Linked DNA regions of Danio rerio: regions 2 and 3 are each linked to region 1. Evidence: chromatin contacts called from public HiCAR-type and Micro-C data. All regions are on one chromosome and are shown on one strand. Each heading gives the region's core, a stretch centred on a gene start, on an enhancer-like site or on the middle of the called end of the contact. The rest is flanking DNA. Distances are from core to core; before and after follow the strand shown. Region 1 holds the start of hcfc2 (host cell factor C2). Region 2 holds the start of kics2 (KICSTOR subunit 2). Region 3 holds the start of nopchap1 (NOP protein chaperone 1).

Region 1 (5,111 bases), core at 1,168-3,667:
ATGAAACACCCGAAACTACAAACAGTAGTCCAGAAAACGCTGGATAGCCTGGTGATGCGACATTAATTGTTTTAAACTTTCCTTCTAAAAGCGCTTCCTTGGTCTTATCCATATTTCTTTGCACACTGAACACACGTCGACCACACAGGAAATTAAGAAAACTGCAACAGCGTTAATGTTTTTAACGTGTTAAATATTTCAAATTAATCGCATGCGTTAATTTTGACAGCACTAATAATAATAATATATATTCACCTTTATTTCTATAGCTTTTTTTACAATATAGATTGTGTCAAAGCAGCTTCACATAGAAGATTATAGTACATTTCAGAGTTTAAGTTCAGTTTAGCTCAGTTCAGTGTGGCTTAATATTTAATACTGAGAGTTAAACACTGAAGAGGAAATCAGATTAAAAAAAGATATATATTTTTAAAACACTTCTGTACAGCCTAAAGTGGCATTTAAAGGCTTAACTAGGTTATCTAGGCAGGTTGGGGTAATTAGGCAGTAGACTATCGAAAAATATATAGCTTAAAGGGGCTGATAATATTGACCTTAAAATGTTTTTTTAGAAAAACAAAAACTGCTTTTATAAGACTTTCTCCAGAAGGAAAAATATCAGACACACTGTGTAAATTTCCTTGCTCTATTAAACATCCTTTGTGAATCATTTAAATAAGAAAAAAATAAAAAGGGGGCTAATAATTCTGACTTCAATTGTGTGTATATATATTTATTTTTTGAGACATTACTTGTTTCCAATGACATTGGAGGTGTGCAAACTCCTGGGTAGTGGCAATTGACCTCTGGTTGGAGGCAATGACCATGTCATAGTCTCTGAAATAAATAAAACATAAGTGTGGAGTAAGTTAATTAATATGTAATAAACAGACTATATATGGGTTTGATATTCTGAAATGCCTCACCAATGTCTAACTGCCACAAATCATTCAGTCTGTCCCCACACATGCCCCCAAAGATGTAAAGCCTCGGTGAACTGCCACCCTTTCCACAGTACACCACAGAACTATGGGACTCCCTTGCTGATGGGCCTCCACCTTTAGTTTCAGGAACGTTCCAGCCTTTAACACCGGATTGGGCCTGCAGCTCCAGCTCATAAAAGTCGTCCAGATACCTGCATAATGCCACAAAAGTACAACATCCATGTAAGTATGCATATGTTGCTGAGTTTGACATAGGGCTGTGCAATATGACAATATATGGACTAAATAAAAAGTCTATCATTTCATATTATGCTCTCTCTTTAATTTTTCACCAATTCAAGTATTCATTTTACAGAAATGATACTATATCAGGATATTTATTATTATTAGGATACGAGACAACTTACATCATGATGTGAGATATTTGTCATATCGCCCAGTCCTAGTTTGACATTATGTTTTGCATACACAACTGCTCACCGTGGTATATTTCCATTCGGGTCCTCACTGTCATTGGCCATTCCTCCAAAAAGGTAACACTTATTAGCATGAAGAGTGAAGCTGTGGCCAATTCGTGGGCATGGAAGCGATCCGTTCTTTGGTGGACGGGGCTTTAGTTTCTTCCACAGCCATCGACTGGCCTAAAAGAAGCGATATAAATTTAGGACCCTCCTATTTAACAACCATAAACTCTTAATGCTTTAATTTTGGTATCAAATAAATGTTATTTCATCACCTGCAGTTCATAGAGACTGTTAGTGTACTGGCCAAACTCAACCATCCCTCCAAACACCAATATCCGTGTGCCTTCACAAACAAAGCCATGAGCGGCACAGCCAGGTGGGATATCTCCTCTCACTGCAGGCAGGAACCACTGCTTGGTCACTGAAAAATTTTAATATTTGCATTAATAAGCTGCATAATGTATTGCTTATGTGATATCAATACTGTTATATTAATATAAAAAACAATGTTAAGGCATGTCTAACTATTTTAATGCAAAATAATAAACATTTCCAGCTATTTGATGATATAGTACCAAAGACTGAAAGGGATTCATTCATTCCAGTGAACTACATATAATCTCAAGTTACGCCTCCACATGCGAATATGCATATCTTATGTTGTTTTATAAACAATGCATGCACTCTGTTGTGTAGTACGAATGCAGTTGTTGTCTATCTAGTGCCCTACCTGAGTTATAAACATGCAGATCGGTCGCAATTCCCTCGTTTCCACCACCAAACACAACCAGCAGCTCTCTTATGGCCACGGCCCGGTGCCCGTGCCTCGCCCTCGGAACAGGTCCAGCGTAGGACCGAACCCTTTTCCATAGGGGACCCTTTTTAATCATAATGGGCTATGGGTTTAATTACATATAGGTTTGTTTATGCACAATTGCATTGCATTAAAAGAGTACAGCATGCAAACAGTTCGAATCACTTCCCCGTGCCTAAAAAAATCGACTGTGATTGGCCTGACGCATGTCATGTGATCAGAACGCGGTGCACTTTCGACCAATCAGAGACGTGTTCTTCTTAAGCCCCTCCCCTTTCGTCCAGCCAGTAAATAAGCCCCGGGGGCCAGTAAAATGCTAGTTGTTAAAATTTAATTATTTACTTTTTTACAATTAATAATTTGCGACGGAGTATGTAAAAAATACAGTTTAATGCATTACAGTAATTCTGTAGAAAATGAAAGAAAAAGGTTCGAGCCCCCCCAGGATGCAGCAAGTTGGTGCATATGGGGGCCCTTGGAAATGTGTTGAAAACAACAACTATAAAGTGTTAAAAAGCATAAACATTATACATATTTTTATGTAATAAAAATGTAATTAAACAGTAATACAAAAATATGATTATATGCTTTGAATAAACCATACAAAGATTAAAGTAAATGCAAAACAGATAAAGCTAAATAGATGACCACAATTTATGATTAACAAATAAATCAAGAATAAATTAGTATTCCATAGCATTAGTATTAGAATTAGTATTCTTACTATTATAATATAATAGTAACTTAAGGAAACTAAAACTTTGTCAAATAATATTAGACCTATTTTTCTTAGAACCAGTTGGGTCTTTATACACACCTTTTAGGGTTCCTCAACATTGGAGGTTCATAGCATCTTAAAAGAATGAATAATTAATGATTATAATAATGATTATAATAAATGCTTATTATTATTATTATTATGCTGTTATAGACACAGAACAAAAATATTTTTAATAATCCAGCACCTTATATGATACTTCAGCATGAATATTCCATATGTTCTTTCTACATTTGTGTACTGTTATTTTTATTTTTTATTTAAACATGACACCCACCAAACTGTAATTAAATGTAAGTTTCAAATTGCATAATATTTAAAATATATGTCTATTTCAGGCATATTTAAAAAAATAATTAAATGATTAAAATGAAACATTTAAAATCATCACATCATTATTTAGCATGATCATATGTTTTGTACATGTTTTTAATATGCTTTTTGTCACAGTTGTAATATCTCAGCCGACACCTAGAGGTCAGCAAAATGCTGTAAGGATTTATGAATTTCAGAAGCATGGCGAATTAGGAATGATTTTGCAGACATACCATAAACGCTAGACGTTATGGATCATTATTAATTTAGACACAGCCAGATTCGCTCAGAAAACAATATATTCTTCAATGAAACCTAAATACCCTTTTTTGCCCGAGGAAAATCTGGCTGTGACATTCAGAGGTATATTGTCTGAGTGAAAGTATTAAGTTGTTTTATGTGTAAGTTTGTTTGTTTTTCAACGAGGGAAAATATTTCCTCTGAGATATGTTATACAGGAAGACATTTCACACTTTTAAAGCAGTGTTTTACATTTAAATGACATTTACTTGGTGTATCTATGTATTTAAAAAAATGCTAGTTTCCAAGTTTGTAGCATATATTTTATTTACTGTTACTTGTTATTCAAACGCGCTCATGCTGATTACACCACTGATGACCCGGAAGTTTAGCTCGTTAAAACGCTAGCTTACGTTGCTAATTAAGTAGCGAAAGTAATTTACGAAAATGAACAACGATTTTACAAGAAATAAAGTTTAAAAACGTGTTTACTTAATGGTCTAGTTATGGTACTCCTAACCAATGGTTTTTGTTATATTAATGACCTTATAGTAGCCGTATTTGGAGTAAAACATTGGTTATACAAATGGAAACCAGTAGGCTTTGACAATATCTATGGTTACTACCCATTTACTATATTTATAGCCTACTAAAATAATGTTTAATTTTTGTTTTAGTGTAGGGTTTGTGAGTGTAAAAACAAATAACAGTGGTGTGAGAAAGTTGTAATCTTTACAACACAATCTTTACATTTTTAGAAATTATTTTTAATCTTATTTATTTTATATTATTAATCAAACATTTCTACATTTTTTATCAAACATTGTTCATATTTCTCACCAAAAAGTGAGCAATATGATCACACAAACGTATGAGTACATTTCTGAGTGTATACTTTGCAATGTGAAAAAGAAATCGACATTTACATGCGGTCAATAGATTGAATTTACAGAAATAGTGATATGTCGTCTTGTAGATTGTTATTAGGATATGGCACTTATATTATGATGTGAGATATTTGTCATATCGGCCAGCCCTAGTTTGACATGATGTTTGCATTTAAAATACTTAAATAAAATATACTAAAATCATGTTTAATTTTTGTAAAGTGTGTGCTACATGAGTGTAGAACAGGGGTCACCAATCTTGGTCCTGGAGGGCCGATATCCCTGCAGGTTTTAGCTCCAACTTGCTTCAACACACCTGCCTGGATGTTTCAAGTATACCTAGTAAGACCTTGAGCTTGTTCAGGTGTGTTTGATTAGGGTTGGAGCTAAAATCTGCAGGACACCAACCCTCCAGGAACAAGTTTGGTGACCTCTGGTGTAGAAGCATGAATAACAGCGTAGTGAGAAAGTTGTAATCTTGATAATACAATGTTTATATTTTATGTTATTATTAATCTTATTTATTTTATATTTCTACATTATCAATCAAAAAATGCCCTAAAGTTCTAAGTAAAGTGAGAAATTTGATCACTCGCATCACACATTTTATATAGATTGAATTTACAGAAATGGTACTATATAGTCACGTATTTCATTGTCAGGATATCA
Region 2 (5,111 bases), core at 1,089-3,588, 160 kb after region 1:
CTCACAATTTATGCCTATTTTTTGTTTCTTTGTTATCGGTTCATTTAATTTCTGCATTTTTAAAGTATATATTTATTATGACTCTGTATCTCATAACTTGTTTATTTTTACATAAATCTTATTTAATAATTTACGCTTTTTATATTATAATCATATTACCATTTTTTCCTTACAGAACAGTACAGTGAACATAATTTTGTTACAACCTTTGTGATAATTTGTTTGTTTTTATCTCATAATTAGGACTGTTAAAAATCTGTTATGACTCTGTATCTCATAACTTTTATTCATTTTTTTATATCTTAATAATTTTGGCTTTTCATATTATAATCATATTACCATTTTGTCCTTACAGAACAGTACAGTAAACACTTCCCTGATACCTAGTTTCTGCCTGAGGAAAGTCATGTACTGGTAGGCTTTTTTAATTCTTTTATATCAGAATTCTTTTATATTTGGCTTTTCATATTATAATATTACCATTTTTTTCCTTACAGAACACTAAAGTAAACGTAATCTTGTTATAACCTTTATGATAATTTGTTTAGTTTTTTTTTTTATCTCATAACTAGAACTGTCATAGTTGTGAAAATGAACTTCTTTAATGTTTAATTTTAAAATTAAACCGGATATAAACCAACTTCACGCCAATATTTAATCTCCACATTTTTAAAATCCAATTATTATGATTCAGTATCTCATAACTTTTATTCATTTTTTCATAATTTATTTTAGAATTTTGGCTTTTTTTTATTATAAATATTATTACATTTTTTTTCCTTACAGAACAATACAGTAAATGCTTCTTTGATAAACTGTTAAACCAAAAGTTAAGGTAACTCAAACCATTTAAGTTCAACTAATCCTAATGAGTACTGCGAACTTAATCCATTTCAGTAAACAAAGCAATTTGAGCACAGTAAACCCCAATAAATGAAGAGAACTCAAACCAACTGAGTACTTTAAAACCTAACAAATTAAGGTAAATCAAACCATTTGAGGAAACCAATTACTACAAACCACTGAAGTTAAAAAACTTATCTATTTGAGTACTGTGAACTTCATTTAAGTTGAAGTAATGGGGTACTTAATTACTTCATAACCTTCAACACTGAGTTCAAAACTCTTTTCAGATGAGTAGAATTTAACTTTCGGTAAATTTCAAGTAAACTACACTCATTTCATTTGATGAAGTGGACTGTTTTACAGTGTACTGAGTTTCTGTTTAATGAAAGTCATGTTATGGTAGGCTTTCTCATACATTTTATTTCATAATTTTGACTTTGTCATAACTTTAGGCATTTTGATTTATTATAAATTCATACATTTTATTTCATAATTATGTCTTAGTATGTAGATCTAAATCTACTAATATCCACAATTTCATGCCGATGTTTTGTTACTTTATCTATTCATTGCACTTTTTGAGGTAAACATGTTTTTATATTTGCACATTCAGACTCTGGCACTAAAAAAATAATAGAAAAGCAGAATTTAAAAAGGTTAAAGCAGTAAGGACTTACTCTTATGAAAACGTGACAACGGTCCCTATATTGTTTACCACACTACTTTGAATATTCAGTCTTAAATCGCATGCAAGAATGACCTCAAAACAACCTTAACACTATTTAATTGACTGTGTGTGAACAATGTTGTACTGTAATAGGCATTGGCTGCGTGCTAATATGACTTTTAGAACAATATTATTAATATTACTTAGAACTTTATCCCCAATAATTAATTCTCAATTATGTTATAAATCTAATAAGGCCTAATTATGACTCATAATTCATAACTTTTATTTAATAATTATGGCTTTTCATATTGTAATCATATACCCGTTTTCCCCTTACAGAACAGTAAACGCTTCACTGATACCTAGTTTTTGGCCGAGGAAAGTCATGTTATGGTAGGCTTTCTCTGCGGCCGCCAGGTGCGCGAGGGCGGCCAGCAGAGACCCCCAAATGGCCCCTGCGCTCTTACTGGCGTCCTTCTCCTTCTCCACATAATCCTTCGCCCTGTCGAACCAGAACATTCCGAGCTGAGTGAAGAAACTCTCCAGCACGGCTCTCTCTTTCGGGACCGGCCGCAGTTCCTCATCGCGCTGCGGGTCACACATGATAATATGGAGAACTCACGAATGCTGATCATTAACGCGACAGTTATTAAACGACCGCTGAAAACGTATGCTGTGAGCGGTGTGTAGTGCCCGACAGTCTAAAAGTCCAAAACAATCCACACCAGCCAATTCAAAGGGATTCAAAAGGTCTTCTGTTGATAAAATGCACATTCTTAGTGGTGAACGCCACCATGACACTTTTCAACAACAACACTACGGCGCGCCGAAGGAGACAAATGTGTTTTGAAACGCGGATTCTGGTTCTTGTGGCGTTGACTTAATAATAACAATAACAATAATAATAATAAAGTAGTGAATTTATCTGTACGTGTTGTAGACTAGAGACTGTTACCAAGTTTCATGTTTGTCAGACAGAATCTGTATGGAGCTAATAATATGCCAACACAATCTGAATTTGAATTGTGTTCATTTGAATTAATGACAATTGTAATTTAATAAATCTGAATTGTTATATGCTGTTAAAAAAAATTTGAATTTGAATTTCGTAGTTTAAACTTGAATATTACCCATCTGAAATTTAAGACCACTGAATTTTTCAAGGCAGATTTTTTTCAGACTTCAGGTTTTTTGTGTGTGTTCTGAATTCACAGACTGCAGATATTTGGTTTGTAAAAATACAGTTTCAAGTTTTCAAGATGAAGAAATTCAGAACATCAAATTCAATATCATAAAATTCAAAACCAGAAATTCAGATCTTGAAATTAAAATTCAGCAGAAATTAGGTCAGGGGTCATCCACAGGGAAGAGTAGACGATCACTGAAAAGTCAAACGAAGCATTTTGGCTAATCACTGAGCTGCGTGAGTTTACTGGTGTATGTGAGGCTCAGTCAGGAGGACACAATTCTTCTGCAAACTGACTATCAGGGCTCAGCTATTTTCAGTAGTTTGTGTAATAAATATAGGCATGCTTCAGTAAAGCAAATTCATATATTTAATTTAATTACATCAATTTATATTTACGTTTTTTTTTTTGGTGTTTTGAGGGATAAAAAGCTGATTCTGACCTCAGATGTTTCCAAATATTTAAAAATATTACATTATTTTAACTAAAATTCATTGAGACCAAATGTCCAGTGGGTGGCGCCAAATCTCTATCTTTATCACTGAATTGTTCATTCAGATTCGTTCGAATCGGCTTAATTATAAATGAAATAATTGACTCATTATAAATGACTCGCTTAGATATTTTTTTTTTTTGTTAACCTCATTTGTTAAGTGCTTAAAACTTTGTTTTAAATGGTAACAACATAAGAGGTGTTGAAAAGTCTATATTGTTGTAAATAGCGTACAGGGAAAGCCACTTGATGAGTTTTCAACATAACGTTTGTTTTATGTGACCCGACATCGAAAGCAGCCTTGAAAAATTCAGTTGTCTTAAATTTCAGATGTTTAACATTCAGGTTATGAAATTCAAATTGAGAAATTCTAATTCAAAACAATTTTAACAGCATATGAAATTTCAGATTTATTAAATTACAATGGTCAATAATTCAAAGGAACACAATTCAAATTCAAATTGTTTTGGCATATCATCATCTCCATAAACCTTAAGCTCGGAGGAGCAGATGGAAAAATGCTCTGGTAGTTCCTAACAGATGAGTCGTATTTTAGTGGCAAAGAAAAAGCTGACGCTCAAGACTGCCAGCCAGTCTTGTGCATTTGAAAAATGTACACAAGGCAGATGACAAACAGTTGCTCCACAATTCGCTCTTGTGGCCAAAGAGTGTAATAGCATTAATAAAGTAAAATAACTCAGAGGTTAATATTTGATTTATTAGGGGTCGCCACAGAAGATTGAATCTATTATTATTATTATTATTAATGCTTAAAGAAAATCACAACACAAATAAAAGGTTGCCAGAGAGCACAGAAAAGTACAGTTCAGCAAAAAGAAAAGATAAGAAACCTAAGAGTGACCCCTAATGTTTCTCAAACATCAGACTTCAAACTAAATATCAAAAAATCTGTTTTGCAAAATATGCTTTTTTACTGCCTATGTGTCAACCACACACACATTTTCATACTGACAGTATATCATATTTTTTTAAGCCTGTTTAACTTGTTAATATTTTTTACACAGCACTGATTGACTTATTTTTGTTTTCCAATAACAGACTTGACTAAATCTTTCTCTGTGTCTCAGATGAGGAGGATGTGAAGCTCAGGACTGGTCATCACATCAACATCAATCTACAGACACACATGCCATTTTAATAAAGATTTATTAAAGAAAGCCTGATCAATGTGTCAGTGTTGTGCCCACTTGTGGACGATTTGTGTATCCGCATGAAAACAGCAAGAGGACAGAGTATGAAGTGTGTAATCCTGCAGCTGTAGAGCAGTTAAAGCTCAAGCCTCATTGAAAACACCTGAAGCAGCTAATCAAGCTCATCAAGACTGATAGAAATCTCCAGACTCTACTCTTTTGTTTTATTCAAGTAATAATCAAGTTTTAAAAAGTATGTATATGTTATGTATTTTTAATCAATTACAGGCCAAAATGAATTAAGTTTTTGGTGACTGTTTGCACAATTTAAACTGAAATGTTTCATGAATGCTGGCATTTTAATAATAAAAAAAGGTTTATGTGGGACAGTATATTTCCCACTGCTGATATATATCTATCATATAAATGTTTATATTAAAATGCTTTCAAAAGATGATTTACCCAAGATAAATTCATAAAGGCACCAGGTGCCTTAAACAGGTTCTCAGGAGGAAAGTCATGGATTCAAATCCTTTGTGTAAACCTTGTTTGATCAAATGCAGATCCCTCAGAAAAAGTGCTAAATAATCATGTGCTTCATTAGTAAGTCATTAGTCAGCTGCTCAAACAAACAGTTTTAATATTTCAGTCCTGAAGTCAAATCCAATGATTGCTGATTCCCATTTGCGAATGCTTTTGATTTAATTGATAACACACAGTTACAAATTAAGGTCATCAAGAGCTGGGTTTGAACTTGGGTCTTC
Region 3 (5,111 bases), core at 1,194-3,693, 140 kb before region 1:
CATGGAAAAAAAGTGGAATTAAATTATTATTGGACACTTGCTGACGTGATGAGATCAGACAAACCATCTCAATGACTTTCTCTGCGTCCTCCACCGTCTCGATGTTAAAGAAACCCGCGGGAGCTTCTTCCATCTGCTGCCTTAAAGACTCGTTAGCCTGAGCCATTTGGGGAAGGAAATTCTGCAATCGGTCCAAGACTAGCACAAAAAAAACACACAATTTATATGTTATATGAGTGGAAAAGCCGCTTTGTAGCATGAAAGGTCATTTCATTAGATTCAAATTGTAAGATTTAAGAGTTTAAAAAGTGTCTGTCATACATTTTTACAAGAATTTAAATAATAAACCAACAAGAAGTTAAATATTTGATGAGATATTCAAAATACTAATCATATTACTTATACTAAATCATAACTATAGTTATTAATTTACTATAGTTTTAAATTTAGCCACATCCTTCAAAACTTTAAAAAATTTCTTTTGACAAAACTGTATTGTCAAAAAAAAAAAAACATTGATCATTTTAAATCTACACATCGATATGTCGTATGATATTTTTTTCCTTTTATATAAGTGAATAAATGAGTATAAATTTAATATATGCTTTCTATGTATTGATGATCACTTTTGGAAATGTAATAATTGTGATGGGGGACACGTGGCTCAGCACTGTCACCTCACAGCAAGTAGGTCGCTGGTTCGAGCCCTGGCTGGGTCAGTTGGCATTTCTGTGTGGAGTTTGCATGTTCTCCCCGTGTTCCTCCTGTTTCCCCCACAGTCCAAAGGCATGCGCTATAGGTAAACTGAATAAACTAAATTGGATGTAGTGTATGAGTGTGAATGCAAGAGTGTTTGGGTGTTTCCCAGTGCTGGGTTGCAGCTGGAAGGGCATCTGCTGTGAAAAACATATACTGGATAAGTTGGTGGTTCATTCTGCAGTGGCAAACCCTGATAAATAAAGGGACCAAGCCGAAGGAAAATGAATGAATAAGTTGATGTGGACACCAAAAGTCTTTGAGTTACATGCATAATCTCATTATACTGGTTATGCATTAAATATAGCATTAGAAATGTCATAAATAACTGCAAATACATATATATGTTGAATATGTGTGTGTCTGTGTGTATATACACATACACCCACACACACACATATATATGTGTGTGTGTGTTTATGTATATATACAAACACACAAGTTGTATATATACAAAGAGAGAGAGAGAGAGAGAGAGAGAGAGAGAGAGAGAGAGAGAGAGAGAGAGAGAGAGAGTTGATGACATGAATGTACTTACCATTACTTCTGGAAACTCTTTCCGTTTTCAGGGAAGCACCTTTAGAGTTCAATAACAGTTTCTCGTGGATTCCTGGAGATGGCAGTTTATAATTTATTTTAAATGACATTATACAATGCAAAAATTATAAAAGTTAAAAAATAATTAATCTGAAATATAGCTTGAATGTGAAATAAAAGGCATTCTTTGACACAATGACTGAATTAAGGTAAAGTTGGTTTTATGTTCACACATTCTGCCTTTCTCCTTAATATCATTTCAGAGAAGTATTATTTGTCAATTCTAAATAGTGAAATCATACCAGCAGCCGATGACTATCAACATACAACATTGTTCACAGTCAATTTCAATAGTGCTAATGTTGTTTTGAAGTCATTCTCACATGTGATTTCAGACCAAATATTCAAAGTATAAATATAGGGAGCAGATCACAAGTTGTCACTGAAGAATGTGCCAATTAACCACAATAATGACTGAAAATGATTGTTCACTGAACGTTCATGATGCTGTTGTTCAGCATGAATACCTTGAGGAGTTAAAGATATGAAATATCATCCGGTATTTTAGGCTCTGTATTAGCTAAAAGCCAAAATGTATATCTTTTGAGTCCAAAATCATATTTGGCTATGATGCAAATAAGTAAATAAAAAGAATCACATGTAAAATATATAGATTAATGTCAATTAAATAAACAATTCACTTATATTTTTACAATCTGAATAGATTTTATGTATATATTTATATCGATTTCCACAACGAATACACTTGAGTTCATATCAGGACTATGTTAGGTTTAATTCCTGCACATCTGAATAAGTTAGACAATCTTACATTTTACTTTAACAGTTAACAATTACAATTAGACACGTGAAAATATACAAATCGCTTATTAATAATAACATACCAAACGCAAAAGCAAATCCATACAAGACAGTAAACGAATTTATCTTCATTTGTAACGTTAAACTAGCTAACTTAGCGTAAAATCATGTCTTTTTTCTTTAAAGAATGTCTCACCTTTTCCATTGCCACAAGTCAGCAAGTCCTTAGAAGAGGTTGCTTTTTTGGTACAGTTTTGTGTTTGAGCCATGTTTATTCCCTCACATGCACAAACTTTCTAGTATCCCCATGTGTTTACAACATAATAACTTCCGTGTTGAAGGGTCGAGCTTCCTCTAGCGCCCTCTGGAGTTTTGGGTGTACGTGCCTTATAATCATAATAGTCATTAAAATAACAGATAAAACACCCTAAAACACTTTACTGTATTGTATTAATTCTAGCTAAAATTACAATTGCTCAACTGTAGTATCTTAAATGCCTAAATTATTAAACGTATGGCTGTATTATAAAAAGGTATGGCTGTATTTGCATGGACATGACTTGTTTTTCTTGTTACTATTTTGACAATTTGACCTAATTACACAGGATGACCTCACTGGTATTCACCTCGTCGTACTTGTTTGACAACGTGCCCTTCTTTCTAAGAGATGAACATAATTATAAATATTTAAATGTATTGTATTTAAAAAAACAAAAGAGTTTTGCCATGTAATAAATAGTTTTTAATAAAAATTGGTCAATTATTGTCCAATATTGTAGATCTAAAACCTCCCATTATTTGACATTATTTATAAGACTTTTCTTTTTTTAATTTAAAAACTTTTATTTTGAAGTGCACGCTCGCTCCCGCGGCTGTCGCAGTGCACGGCATTGATGACGTGCAGCCGCTGTCACAGAGCTCCAGTCCGACGTTTAGGGAAGAAGCAAAAACTCGCTTCGACGGAGCGGAAAATACCACGGTAAATATATTCAGCTGTAATCTTTACACCATTCGAAGAGTTTAATAACGTCTAACACACGTTAAATAAAGCGCTGGTTTAATTTGACAGGCTTTGAAGTTCATTTGATGAATTGTTAATGTTGACTCTCAGTCAGCTGGAGAATATTTAGGATGCTTTGAGATGATTCCAACACACAAGTCAACTACGCACAGGTGTAGTAGACCTATAATTAAGTAGGTTTTGGTAACCATAAGGCATATAACCTTCACAAAGCTGGTTTGTTCTTATAGTTTGTCAAACTGAAAATACAGTCCGTCCTCTTCCTGCCTCTGCATCACATACATAATACATTAAAATATCTCAAGTCCTATAAAATGTATAGGTTTAGTTTTTGAAATGTATTGGTTAAGTTTTTTTTCTGATAACAATATCGTATGTGTTTGTGTATCTTCGTTCTGGTTTCTGAAAGCTTATATTGTTCCATTGACTTTGTTTACAAACATTTGCATGTGATTCAGTATGTGTTGTTTATTGATGTGACTGTTTGATAATATTAGGAAACACTGCTTCATCTTGTTATAGATTATTTATTTATTATTTGTAATGTAACATTTCTAGTAGTGATATATTTATTTTTAGCATTGTCACTTTATTAAATTGCAATCTTAAAGGAATAGTTTTTACTTAAAAAATAATATAAATGTTAAAGTGTTTCAAATTGTTTTTATTTGTCGAGATATTTTTTTTAGCATTTTAACTTTATTAAATTGTAATCCTAAAGCTTAAGTTTGTTACTTATAACTTCACAATTATCATGCAATGCCCCCCAAATACACATGAAAATATTACTGACATTATTCCGAAACTTAAGTTTGTTGCTCAAAATAATTGATGTCAGTAAGTTTAAGATGGTTTACTAAACATTATAACCTCTTTCTAACAGATGCATTCATAAAATTCCTGTTTTGATTTGGCTGTGCTCTTTTTTGCTTAAGTTTCTTTTATTATTTGTGTTTGATTTATTTGTTTTTCAGCATTCATTTTATTAAATTGTAAACTTAAAGTTACAGTTTTTTTACTTAAAAAATATACAAATGTTCTTCAAATTTACTTTATTTTTCCACATATTTTATTTGTAACTTTGCAATTATCCTGCATTTTCCTGCCAAATACTCATATACAATTATTACCTACATTGTTCAGAAACTTAAACCCAGGTTTGTTGCACAAAAGAATTGACGTCAGTAAGTTTTATATTGTGTACTGAACATTATAACTTCACTCTAACAGATTAATTCATAAACATTCCTGTGTTGATTTGGCTGTGCTCTGTTTTGCTTTAGTTTCTTTTATCGTTTATATATGATTTATTTTATTTTTTAGCATTTTCACTTTACTAAATTGTAATCTTAAAGTTAATTTTTTTACTTAAAATATAATCTAAATGTTCTTCAAATTTACTTTATTTTTCCAGATATTTAAATTGTAACTCCACAATTACCTTGCACCCCCCCCCCCCATCCGTATATAAAAAATCTTAAAGTTAAAGTTTTTTACTTATTTTTTTTTTTAAGTTTTCCAAATTGTCTTTATTTCTTCAAATAACTCCACATTTATCCTTTGTCCCCCACCCCCCAAATACACCTATAATATAATTACTGACATTATTCAGAAACTTAGTTCCAGGTATTTTGCACAAAAGACTTGATGTCAGTAAGTTTTAGATTGTGTACTAAACATTATAAGCGCTGTTTCAGCATCTAGATAAAATTGCTTTTGCTGACAGACTAAAAAAAAACAAAAAAACATGATATTGTGCCCTTGACTATGCTTGCCAGTGCTGTTGATAAACTGTCTGTGCTTTTCTTCATCAGGTCACTGTGATAATATTATGGATGCCACCTTCTGGTTCTGCTGATCTGCTACTTTTCTCAAAGTCGAGAGGGCCATGAGCCCAGCCAAGTCTAATCTTCAGCATGAGCCTCCGAACGATAGGGGGTGCTGTCCTCAGCTCCCTGGGCCCTAGTCTGGCTGC

The links. A called contact is a pair of places that touch in the nucleus more often than the background predicts. HiCAR-type assays count read pairs that join an accessible place to other places.
Region 2: a Micro-C map of caudal fin shows a contact between it and region 1, with 6 times the contacts expected there. The contact joins the promoter of kics2 here to the promoter of hcfc2 in region 1. A contact is called at or near these places in 3 of 18 Hi-C or Micro-C datasets (caudal fin, hematopoietic stem cells and an unstated tissue).
Region 3: a HiCAR-type map of caudal fin shows a contact between it and region 1, with 4 times the contacts expected there. The contact joins the promoter of nopchap1 here to the promoter of hcfc2 in region 1. A contact is called at or near these places in 2 of 18 Hi-C or Micro-C datasets (both in embryo) and 2 of 4 datasets of contacts at active chromatin or transcription factors (caudal fin and embryo).

The regions. Positions count from the first base shown.
Region 1 is chr4:9,754,022-9,759,132 of GRCz12tu, forward strand. It overlaps hcfc2 (host cell factor C2), which reads right to left and starts at 2,418. Exons shown (of 14, transcript NM_001327839.1): 1 at 2,139-2,418; 2 at 1,681-1,829; 3 at 1,425-1,585; 4 at 927-1,135; 5 at 753-837. The coding sequence starts at 2,298. It overlaps LOC141381590 (a long non-coding RNA gene), which reads left to right and starts at 3,511. Exons shown (of 6, transcript XR_012401887.1): 1 at 3,511-3,678.
Region 2 is chr4:9,912,288-9,917,398 of GRCz12tu, forward strand. kics2 (KICSTOR subunit 2) reads right to left here and starts at 2,339. Exons shown (of 3, transcript NM_001030090.3): 1 at 1,879-2,339. The coding sequence starts at 2,119. It overlaps LOC101884274 (a long non-coding RNA gene), which reads left to right. Exons shown (of 5, transcript XR_012401897.1): 4 at 356-414; 5 at 4,256-4,374.
Region 3 is chr4:9,612,514-9,617,624 of GRCz12tu, forward strand. It overlaps nopchap1 (NOP protein chaperone 1), which reads right to left and starts at 2,444. Exons shown (of 4, transcript NM_001201412.1): 1 at 2,312-2,444; 2 at 1,295-1,366; 3 at 65-198. The coding sequence starts at 2,384. It overlaps slc41a2b (solute carrier family 41 member 2b), which reads left to right and starts at 3,038. Exons shown (of 17, transcript XR_012401816.1): 1 at 3,038-3,094; 2 at 4,951-5,111.